Linked DNA regions of Mus musculus: region 1 is linked to region 2. A link is a contact called in public promoter capture Hi-C data. All regions are on one chromosome and are shown on one strand. The core of a region is the stretch at or near the end of the contact, and the rest is flanking DNA. Distances in the headings are between cores, read along the strand shown.

Region 1 (5,637 bases), core at 1,766-4,265, 130 kb after region 2:
GGTCCCTTTGTTCTTCATGTTAAAGCTTTCCTTGTCTGTTGTAGGTTTGTGTGTGTGTCTCATTTGATAGAATTTTCATTGAGATTGATCACATCTTTACATTTATGGTGACTTGTAATCTTTTTTAAAAATACACTTTTTCTATTTTGTGCGTGGGTATTTTGTCTGCACACATGTATATGCACCATGCTCCTGCCTGGTACCCACAGAGGCGGGAGGAAGATGTCAGGTGACTTGGAAATGCATTTACACATGTTTATGAGCCTTACCTGTGGGTGCTGGGAATTGAACCTGGGCCCTCTGAGAGACTAGCAAGTGTTCCTAACCGCTGAGCCATCCAGCCCCCTCCCGTGGCATTAACACTGAGCCTCCTAACTCAACGGTGATGCCGCTTTTGAGGTTTTCTTTAGTATGCCTTTCCGGTGATTATTTCCTTTTCCATCTCTTTCTACTTTTGATTTCTGGAGCCAAGGAGATTTTCAAGCCAAGAACAGTCTAGGACTGGGGTGTGGCTCAGGGGTGGAACTCTTGCCAAGGGTGAACAGGTGGGTTCATTAGGAGCACCAAAAAGAAACAGGGAGAAAAGGGAGGGGAGGCTCAGCTTCTAGGAGGAAAAGCTAACGTTGCTCTCCTTTTCTCCTAGGTTGTCTTTCTACTCGGGACACTCTTCATTCTCTATGTACTGCATGCTGTTTGTCGCAGTAAGTACTTCCTGTCTGCGGGGGCCGGGGCACAGCGACACGGGCTGGCTGCTAATCACAGGCGGTTCCGTCCCTGCTGTTGCATGTAGCAGAACGAAATAGGCAGGAATTTTGCCCTGTGTGCCGACACTTTGGAGGTGCAATGCAGCTTTGTGGCTCTCCTCCTCCCTGCCTTGTGAGGAGACACTCGATGATGGAAGGGCAGGCAGTCGTGGCTACTGTCGGAGCGCATGTGTCCTCTTTTCATTTTCGGAAACATTTCCCAAAGACTTTGCACGGTCCCGGGCCAGCCTGTGGGTTGGCACATGCCATGTTCCAAGTTGGCTTGGAGCGTCAGAAAAGATAGACACCACACTGCTCGCTAAGGCAGAGCTAAGGACGTAAGACAAGGATAGTACACATTCTAGAAGTCTTTAAAGGTCAGTTTTTATATTTTATCACATTCTTTTTGTACTTACATAGTTACTTATGAAATTATACACATCCCTTTGTGGTGTGTTCCCAGCATTTGGAGGGAGACCTTTGCTCGCAGAGATCAGCTAAATTTTTTTGTCTTTTTATCTTTTAAAAAAGTTCTTTTTATTATTATATCTACTTACTGGTGTGTGTGTACTTCTGGAAGCCAGAGGACAGCTTGTAAGTATTGTCTCCTTCCTCCATGTGGGTCATGGAATTGAGGTCAGGTTAGTGGGCTTGGTGGCAAGTGCTCTTACCTGCTGAGGCATCTTGATGGTCCTGTGTTATTTTTCTTTGTAAATAGATTTTCACATAGTTGTAATGCATGTAAATTTGTAGATTCTTTTTTTTTTCCGCCCCTTTGGTCACAACATTAGTATTTTTAAAAAATTAGAAAAAAAATCCATTGTGGTTGGGCACAGTGACACATGTGACCTAGCACTGGGAGGAGTGTGAGTTCCAGGATAGTGTGAGCTTTGGAAGGCAGTCAATGAAGAGTCATGTTGAGTGGGCGCATAAAAGTGAATTTGACCTCAGGATTTATAATCAACTGTAAATGTTTACTTTAAAAAAAACAGTGTAAAAATTGCAGGTGTCATATAACATTCAGGGCTACAACTTCAAGCCGTTACTAGGCAATTTTTGGATCCAGCATTCTGAAAATTGCGAGGCTTTCTTTCCTCTTACAGTAATGTAATTTGGTGAGGAAGCAACGGGGTCCAGACTCAGCAGTTTGTCTCAGAGCTTCTGTCTGAGACAAGCCTTGGTATAGCTCTGCCACGGGAGGTGGGGTTCATTTCAGAGTAGCTAAGAGCGAACACCACTCTAACGTTCTCTCTCTATCTTATTAGGAAAACTTAGCACTTGTTCCAAGGAACCAGCCCATGTTCTGTGCTCTAACAAGGACATGGAGGGCTGGGCTGGGCAAGGCGCTAACACCCGTAGGGCTTTATCCATAGCACTCTGCGGGCTGCTCGGATTGGCTTTTGAAGTGCTGGGCCAGACCTAGCTGGGTCTGTGGCGTTCTCACGATCTGAGCATCAGTGCCTCTGTCCTTCAGATGAACCTAAGGATCTGTTTGGGTTACTATTAATGCTTTGTATTTTATACTTTTAACTCTTGTAATTTCAATGTAGGAAAAATATGGAGTGACCACCGCTTTAGAGGTAGAGGCCTTGGTAGGGGCTGCTAAGGTCTAAGCTTTGCAGATCCCCTGACAGGGTTTGATTCCCGTCACCTAAATAGTGGCTCAAACTGTTTGTAACTCTAGTCCCAGGAGACTCAACATCCCATTAAGGCCTGCAAGGGCACCAGGCATGCACATGGTACACAGGCATACATGGAGGCAAAACACCCACACAAGAAATAAAACAGACAAGTGGAACGCAATAGGGGAAGACAACTAACATAGACTTTGTCCTCAATATGGTATATGAATATATATATATGCACATTCTTATCCTCACGTGTGCACTTAACATAGAGATAAAAGTCTAGATAGGAGCTGGAGAGACGGCTCATCGGGTAAGAGCACTGACTGCTCTTCCAAAGGTCCTGAGTTCCATTCCCAGCAACCACATAGTGGATCACAACCATCTGTAATGAGATCTGATGCCCTCTCCTGGTGTGTGTGAAGACAGCAACAGTGTACTCATATAAATAAAAAAAAAAAAAAAAAAAAAAAGTCTAGATAGGTTCCTTATAAACCAAGTCATTTCTGGAGAAATCCTGATGTTTCATGGTCTTGGCACAGTAGAGCTGTTTACTTGATTAGTATAGAGGCCAGGCTTTGAGTTGAGCCCTGCACAAACAGCAGCTCCTGGCTTTCCTCTTTATATAGAACACAGCCTGCCCTTTCCCTCCCACATTCCTGAGGTACCGACTCATCTTGTTTCTTTGGGCATTTTGGCATTATAGGTCAGTCCCAGGTTTGGGTGGAGACACAGTTATTTTAAGTCTGAAGACTCCTGACACTTAGATATTAATTTCTAGTTAACATTTCTCCTCGAGCCTGCCCTTTGACTATTGTTGCGCCCTGGCAGGCAGCCCAGTCCTGAGCTCAGTCCGGCGCTGGAGGGGACTCAGGGCAGAGCTGCTTTGCTCTTGCTTTGTGACTATCCTTGAATTTGATTGGCTCCAAAGATTGCAGATTTGCATGACTGTCAGAGTAGCCTTTAGAAGACATTGAGAAATGTATCGGTGGCTTTGTTGTTGTTTTTGTTTTTTGTGGATCTATCCTATTGAGGTTTCATCATGGCTTGTAACAAAATCCGTTACACCTTTCCTGCCACAAAAGTGCATAACTAGCCTTGCCTTCCCAGGTACACGCCCCCACCTATCTCACCCCTCCCAGGTACAGGCCCCTGCCTATCTGACCCTTCCTGGTGCCTTCCTTGAGCCTGGTGGTGGTAGTCATGGAGCACTGGCCCTGGACCACTTAGCATTATGTCTCTTGAAGATCTTTTAAAACTGGGGAGAAGCACTGAGCAGGTGATGAACTCATGGCTCAAAGACAAATGTAAATTAGGGTCTCCATGAATGGCAGAGATGCCAAGAGAAGCCTGACCAAATGCCTGCTTTATACTCTTCTCCTGGCCAGATTCATTCTCAGATGTAGGTGAATCAATCTCTATAGCTTGTTCGGTGTATTTGTGTTGAGTAGGCTGTTAGTGTTGTTCTGGCCTTGGGGGTTTTTCAGTAAAAGGTCAAATATTTAGACTTTAAACATTTTTATCTTTCCATTCTAAAAATAGCTTTCCTCCTTTTATAGTGTTAGAAATCATATTAGCCCCTCCTGCATACACATATCAGTTAAGTACCACTGAGCTATAGACATCCTCAGCCCCCAGATAACTGACCCCTTGACTCCAGTTTAAAATGGTAAGTGGGGGAACCTGAGACCATAACACTATTAACAGGGTCAGCCATTAGGCAAAACAGAAAGAAACCAGCTGCATTGCCCAACAGTCTGTTTCCAGATGTGGTATCATATCATTTAATGGAAACTAAATATAATTTCAGAAATTGTAGTGTGGACTGGCTATACCCTAACTTAGGATAGGTGCTTAGGTGCTATAATCCATCACCACAGACCAGACAACTTATGAGCAGCAATGTGCTTTTGACAGACCTGTGTGAGTCAGGTTCTAGGAGGACTAACTGGCTGCACACTTCTAATGCAAATGGTATGGCAACTCCTGGGTCCCATTAAGGAAGGCTCTGCCTCCATGACCCAATTACCCTGGCAAAGGCCATACCTCCCACTCCTGCCTCTATGGTTGTCAGGATGTGAGGGCACAGTCCTTGGTGATACTAGCATGGGGGAATCCCCAAATTGTCTCAAGTGTTTAAAAAACCAGCAGTCTTGGTGGTAGACTGTCAGCATGAATTTGGAATCATCTGAACTTTTGCTGCAGGGAAATTCACCAGGTTAGTCCACCACCTTCTCCAGGTGTAACCACTGGTTAGTCGGGTTCACTCCCAAGGAGTAAGAAGCTGCCTGTACAATCTGTGGTGTCTCAGATAAACCAAGAGGAGCTTGTGTCTTCCCTTCCTCCAGCTCAGTGAACACTGGGCCCTGTAGTGAGCAGAAAGGTTCACAACTTTCTTAAGACAACCTGGAGCACTTTCACAAAGGTCACTGACCTGTGGCATTTCTAGAGGATTCTGGTTCATTGCTAAGGCCAGTCCCTTCTTACCTGGTTTCTAAAACGTGGCTGGGTTTACTCCATGACTTCACTTGCTGAGATCTTATGGTTGGAGGTCACCACTACATGGGGTCTTAGCATTAGGAAGGCTGAGAAGCACTGAGCGGGATGGGGAAGGAAAGAGAATGGCCTCGTGGCAGTTTTCGTGTGAGACTTTGAACTTGTCTGGCATCTGAGGTTTGTATGTAGATGAAAATTTAGGGAGGGAGGAATGTCCAGTGCAGTAAAGTGGTTTTTGTTTGTTTGGTTTAATTTTTTTAGTCTCTTTCATTCTGCACCATCTCCTGGGAATTCTATTTCTAGAGTGACCTGTGAGGACAGGGACAACAGAATGCCAGGTTCTGGTGTTCCTTTTATAATGATTACCGTGACTATTAAAGTCACTAATGTAGAACCACAACCAAGAGACATAGACACCTCAGCCCCAACCCAGCGACGTGATTTCTGGGTGGAGGCCATGTCTCTGTAAAGGGAAATACCTGTGTGGATGGAAGAGCGAGAAAAGAAACTGGCTGTGGAGAGGACGCCCAGGGTGTGCTGGACCTGACTGACAGCTGGTCCATAGTCAGTGATCTTTCCCTTGCGAACTGGGGAATAACATTTTGCAGAAAATTAACATGCCACAGGCTTCCTTTGAAAGGAGAGGGATTTTGCAGTACTAAACAGGAAATGTTTCTTCCAGCCCCATCTTTCGTACCCCACATGCCAGATTTATCAAAATGAACCTTCCTAACTCCACTCAGAGGTGTTGTGTGCCCAACCTACCGGCAGAG
Region 2 (5,316 bases), core at 2,641-5,140:
ACTCATGTCAGTAACAAATGACAATTTTGTTTCAAAATGAGACCTAGTACAGTTTAAATCATACTGTATTTACTTAATTATAAAGCATCAGAAATGCAGTAAGACTCTATAAGCAGAAAGTTTTATTTTGCAGGTATTCGGGAGCAGCATGCGGCCTGGCTTTCGTGTTCATATACCCGTCTCTCATCTATATAATCTCCCTTCACCAAGAGGAGCGTCTGACATGGCCTAAGTTGGTGTTTCACGTTATCATCATCATTTTGGGCCTGGCGAACCTGATTGCTCAGTTTTTCATGTGAAAACTCTCTTCTCAAGATTTCTCGTGGTATTCTGAACCTTGGCAACGGTTCTGCATAAAAGAACTTGAAAATGCTGTCATTGCTGTAATTCTAAGTGTTCTTCTAAGATAATTGAAAGCGAGGGAAATGATGGTCTCTCATAAGTATTTTTGTACTCGTGCTGGGAGGGCGTAAGTATTAAGGATGGTTCTTCTCAGTGACCCTCATTCCCATGTATCCAAGTAGACATGTGGGAGGGATCATACTGATATTTATGTTAAGTTAGGTGGGTGTGTTTCACCCACAGCAAGGAATCTCAGGGGTCTTGGGTCAGGGCTGTTGCCAGACCCTGTGTGTGCTTCCATGTGGGCTCTTCCACCTTCTTACTTGCTGGGCCATTTCCCCAGTTTGCCCAAAGCTCAACTGTCTCCAACAGTAAAACCAAATACCTCATTTTAAAAGAAGTTTCCATGGCATCATTATTAATGGGATGAATTCCTAACTCAACACTTAACCTGAAGAACAAAAAACTTTAAATAGTGTCAGTCCGTCAGAAGCTATGTGTCAGCTAGGGCCAGTGAGGTGGCTGGTGTGTCCGGGAGCACCTTGATGGTAGGCTGAGAGGGTCTAGGGGTTAAGGTCATCCCCAGTTTGCCTCTTGGGGGGATGGGCTGTTTGTTGGGTTTAGGGTTTTTTGTTTTGTTTTTTTTCCTTGAGAAAGCCTTTCTGTATGTATCCCTGGCTGTCCTGAAACTTGCTCTTAGGACCAGTCTGGTTATGGCCAGTTTGAAACCAGCCTGGTCTATATAAAGCCTTGTATCAAGACACTAAAAGAGAAGAGAGAAAACCAAAAGAAATTAGGTGTCAGATCAACTTGTAGAGTCCATTGCTATCTGACTCTTAATTCAAATCCAGCCCCAATGGCTTAGGTTGAGGTTACAATTCCCAAGCCCAGATCTCACACCTGAACAAAAGCAGTTGTCCTCGATTCTTGCCCTTGAGAACTGCATGGACTGTCATGAAGCCCAATGGAAGAAGCACAAGTGGAGATGGGCATGTGAGGCTCTTCAAAAGGGAAAGGAATCTGCCCAGTGTGCCCGAGTCATCCTGGTTCAGGTGTGGCCTCCAGGAGCCAACACCCTCTACCTGCTTCTAGAGCAGAAAGAGAAGAGTTAGGTCTCACAAGAAAAGCTTCTGACAAGATGACTGAGAAATGCAGATTCTTAGACTTAACACTCTTGCCATCTTCCTTCTGAACAAAAAGCTAAACCAGAATCCAGATCTGTCTATCTCTTGTGTAAGAGGATCTGTGGTCTACCCACAACTACAAGCATTTAGGTTTCTCTAATTTTGACTAAACTCTTTTAAACGCATCATAATTCCACTTCCCAGGACAGTGTCATGTTCTAAAAAAAAAAAAAAAAAAAAAAGTAAGATGGTTTTGTGAATCTCGTAAGCAGCCGCAGATTCAGACCAGCTTTAATTTCTTCTAGTATAACTTTACATCCTAGTAGAGCATGGGTCTATGTTTATAAGGATCTGTAGTTTCTAACACTTTCTAAAGTCTCATTATGAAAACCGTCAAGCAAATGCACAAATAGAATAATATGGAAAACTGCTGTGCACCCGCCCTGGGTTTAGTAATTGTAGGGTTAGCTGGATTAGCTTCACCTGCTTCCTCCCGAGGTTTCTTTTCTCCCGACATCTTTAAAAACCAGTCTCAGACGTTATGTCATTTCACTTCTACAGACCTTCATAGTCAGCTAATAGCCCAGACTTTGAACCTAGTTACATTTACCATGGAGCTAGTCTCCAAAGCTCTGGCTCACAGAAACGCCCGTGGCCACTGGGCTGCATGGGAGCCCGTGCTCGAGGAACTCTGGAACTTCATGACTGCACACTCGCCTTCCGTTAGAGACGTCTGAGTCAGAGCCAGGTGATGTAAGAAATGTCCCTGACTTGTTCTCGCTATGTTCTTAGTAGTTTCTTTTGTCTTTGAGGACTTGAGAGACATTTCCACTCCTTTTTTTTTTTTTTTTTTCTTACCAAAGACGTTCTTGGATGCTTTAACAATCAAGGATAATTGGCTGTGGTTTTGCCCATTTCATAGATAAAAGATAAAAGGTAACCAACCGGCAAAGGATGCTACCCTCCAGCCGAAAAAGTAATACGGATTCATGCTTTTGTTGTCTTAAGGACACTGAACAATTTAGACCTCTTCCTGATGTCCTGTTGGACAAGCCAAATGACTTTGTCTCCTTCCACTTTTGTCCTTGTTTTCCCCATGAGCCTCCTTTGGCCTTGCCACAGAGTCAGAGAACTCTGCGCACGAGTGTGTGTCCTGGCTCGTATGAGAATGGAGGGGGTAGGAACCCATGTGCAGCCATCTTACCCTTTCTTTCTCTCTCTGCTCTCATCTCTGAACTTTCTCACTCCGCCACATTCACCTTATCACTCTGCTGCTACGGCCGGCCTTCAGCCTGAGCTTCTTTAACTTAAACACACCTGAGGACACTCAAAGTTAAAATGAGCTGTTTAGGGAGAGATCTTCCTTAGAAAGCCTGTGAGTGAACTTGAGTTGTGCTAATATTAAAGCTAGAAAGGGAAAAAGTAGAGGTAAGCTTTATACCTGTGGGCATGGATGGTTGTGCCAAGTCATTGCCATCAGCACACTCCAGAAATGTGCTTGGAAGGAGGACTACGTCATTGCAGCCCCTGGAAGAGGCTGTTTTAAAGGGAAATGCTTCGTCTACATTAAATGTGTCTCAGAAGTGCAGTTCCACTACTCACTGTAGCTGTGGGCTAGTCCTCTGCTTCTACTTGAAACTTACCAAGGAAATGTTTGATGTGTGTTTTTAATTATCACTCCCTTAAGTGTTCTGTTTCAATAACTGAATAGTCAGCAATGCACATGCCTCTGGAGGAGTTAAAGGCAGCACGCATGTCCTCGAGGAGCACCTTGAGAGCAGCATCGAATCCTTGGGGGTGGGCGGCGTGGCAGAGGGGGAGGGGCTGCTCAGAGGCAAGGGACTCGTTTCCATGTCCCCGCTATTCCCCCAGACCGCACTCCCCGTGCTCGCTATTATGATATGTAGTAGAGATATGTTACATGTATTTGCTTCTGTGGGTTTTGCAGATCCCCTCTAAAGCGCGTTTTGTGACATTCAGCTGCTCCGGGCTGTTCTTCTTTCTTCTTGATGATCCCTGCAGTATTGATTTCCTGTGGCTCTTGGACAGAAAGCATAATTGCTTAATGTGGGAGGTAATTAGTAATACACTGGGTGCTGCAGACATTTATAAAGTTTCCAAATTTTTCATTTAAGTATGAATATTCAAAATGTCAAATGTTTACATTCATTGATGTCACGGTGTTTGGTTTTGTTTTCTTTCTGTTTTTGTGATAAAATACTCTGACCAAAAGCAAGAGTCTACTTTGACTTACACTCCAGAGAGGGAGCTATAATGCCCAGGAAGGCTTGGAAACAGGCTCCAAAGCAGGGCTGGCCAATCACGTTGCATCTGCATCTAGGAGATCAAGAGTACAGTGTCCAGCTTGGTGAGTCTATAAACTCACTGCCAGCTCCGCCCCCCGTGACGTACTTCCTCCAGTAGCACTGTTTCCTGAGAGCTCCAGATCCTCCCCAAACCAGCTGTGGCGTGTGTTCAGCCGCACACTCAGAGTTCCTCACTGAAACCCCCACAGTTGGTAGCAGCAGGGAGTGTTATACTGCACGTTTTCCTGACATGGTATTGATGGGTTGCTTTTTAGAAGTTGGTGGCGATTTGGATTTTGTGTCTCACTCAACTTCACACCAGCTTGAATGCCCCCAAACAAATCCAAGTCAGGTTGGCGTGTAACAAGGGCATGCGACCAGTCTGTGATGCAAAGTGAACTGACCCGGCTGGCCCCACTCGAAGTCTGGCAATCACTTAAGGTTGTATAAACAGCTCTAATGGGAACCTCAGCGTGCAAACAGAATTCTCTGAGATGTTATTTGTCTTTTTATAGGAAAAAAAAAGAGAAATCAGAATTATTTTGAAGAAAAATATCTCTGGGATTTTGCTAGTGGACTTTGGCGAGGAAATCTTGCCTCCTAACACTGGCGCTGGCGGAAGCGGCTGAGTCCCATCCTTTGCAGGACTGAATTTCTTAAGTGACTGTGGCTGTGTCCCATGTCAGGCTGTCAGGGGCCTTCTTGAATGTCCTGATCTTCTGGAAAGGTATATGTCACGTTAACGGGGACCTAAGGAGCCCATCCCCATCAGCCAGTGTGTGCTCTCCCTCTAAGAACATTTTTCGTGGCTGTGGCACGTTAGATAAGCGTTGCCCAGTTTCTGGCCAAAAGCCCTGGAAAAGTCATAACTTTCCAGAGCCTTCAGCGCTAATAAAGAACACTAATTTTCTGGCTTCTTTAAGTAAAATTACTCTTTTCCCCACCGAATATCATTTTTCTTCTTGATTTCCCAACTGTTCTGAAAAGGTAAAGTAAGACTGTTTTAAAAGTTTAAGATGACACGGTGTTTATCACAGACTCTGCCTTGCGGTTCCCAAGCAGGGATGAGCTGCGCTGTTCTGACACCTCCCCACCCCCACTCAGTCCCCATCAGTCCAGTAATATTCAGTCATAGCAGGCCTCAGGATCCGATTGTTGGATTAAGTAGTCGAGATTCCACTTAAATAGAAAGTATTAGATGCTATTCTATTATCTAGGATTTTCTTACATACTCCTCCCCCAAAGTAATGTCGGGCTAGAGGTGTAGCTGAGGGGTACAGCATTTGCCTCAGAAGTATGAGGTCCCAGATTTAATCCCCAGTATTCCCTGGGCGGGGGGGGGGTGGGGGTGGGGTGAGGAAGAGTCAGTTAGGTTCCAGATTGATCATTCAGTACCTAAGAACCTACCGGATGCCTGACCTTGTGTTAAGCGCTTAGCACTGTGGTGAACAGGCAAGGTGTGGCCCCGGTGGAGGAGCATCCTTTGTCCACCCTTGTGACCCAGCAACTGAGTCACCTTCCTTATGTGCCACGGAGATGCCAGG

Evidence for each region. Capture Hi-C pulls out chosen DNA fragments and counts their contacts.
Region 1: a promoter capture Hi-C map of adipose tissue shows a contact between it and region 2. The contact joins two enhancer-like sites. A contact is called at or near these places in 12 of 39 promoter capture datasets (3T3-L1-derived adipocytes, cranial neural crest, embryonic stem cells and 6 more), 7 of 484 Hi-C or Micro-C datasets (the HPC-7 cell line, bone marrow-derived macrophages, cerebral cortex and 3 more), 5 of 115 datasets of contacts at active chromatin or transcription factors (astrocytes, bone marrow-derived dendritic cells, cardiomyocytes and 1 more) and 3 of 9 other capture datasets (adipose tissue, embryonic stem cells and liver).

Annotation. Positions count from the first base shown.
Region 1 is chr13:112,859,001-112,864,637 of GRCm38.p6, forward strand. It overlaps Plpp1 (phospholipid phosphatase 1), which reads left to right. Exons shown (of 6, transcript NM_008903.2): 4 at 644-701. Among named protein-coding and RNA genes, the nearest start is that of Plpp1, 61 kb to the left of the region's middle. Within about 2 kb of position 3,016, at least 59 of the 459 cell types and tissues checked have an H3K27ac peak or open chromatin away from gene starts, as enhancers often do. A contact at or near this core is called in adipose tissue, where this site is marked.
Region 2 is chr13:112,731,366-112,736,681 of GRCm38.p6, forward strand. Slc38a9 (solute carrier family 38, member 9) reads left to right here. Exons shown (of 15, transcript NM_178746.4): 15 at 134-5,316. The coding sequence ends at 299. Among named protein-coding and RNA genes, the nearest start is that of Gm41067, 35 kb to the right of the region's middle. Within about 2 kb of position 3,891, at least 31 of the 459 cell types and tissues checked have an H3K27ac peak or open chromatin away from gene starts, as enhancers often do. A contact at or near this core is called in adipose tissue, where this site is marked.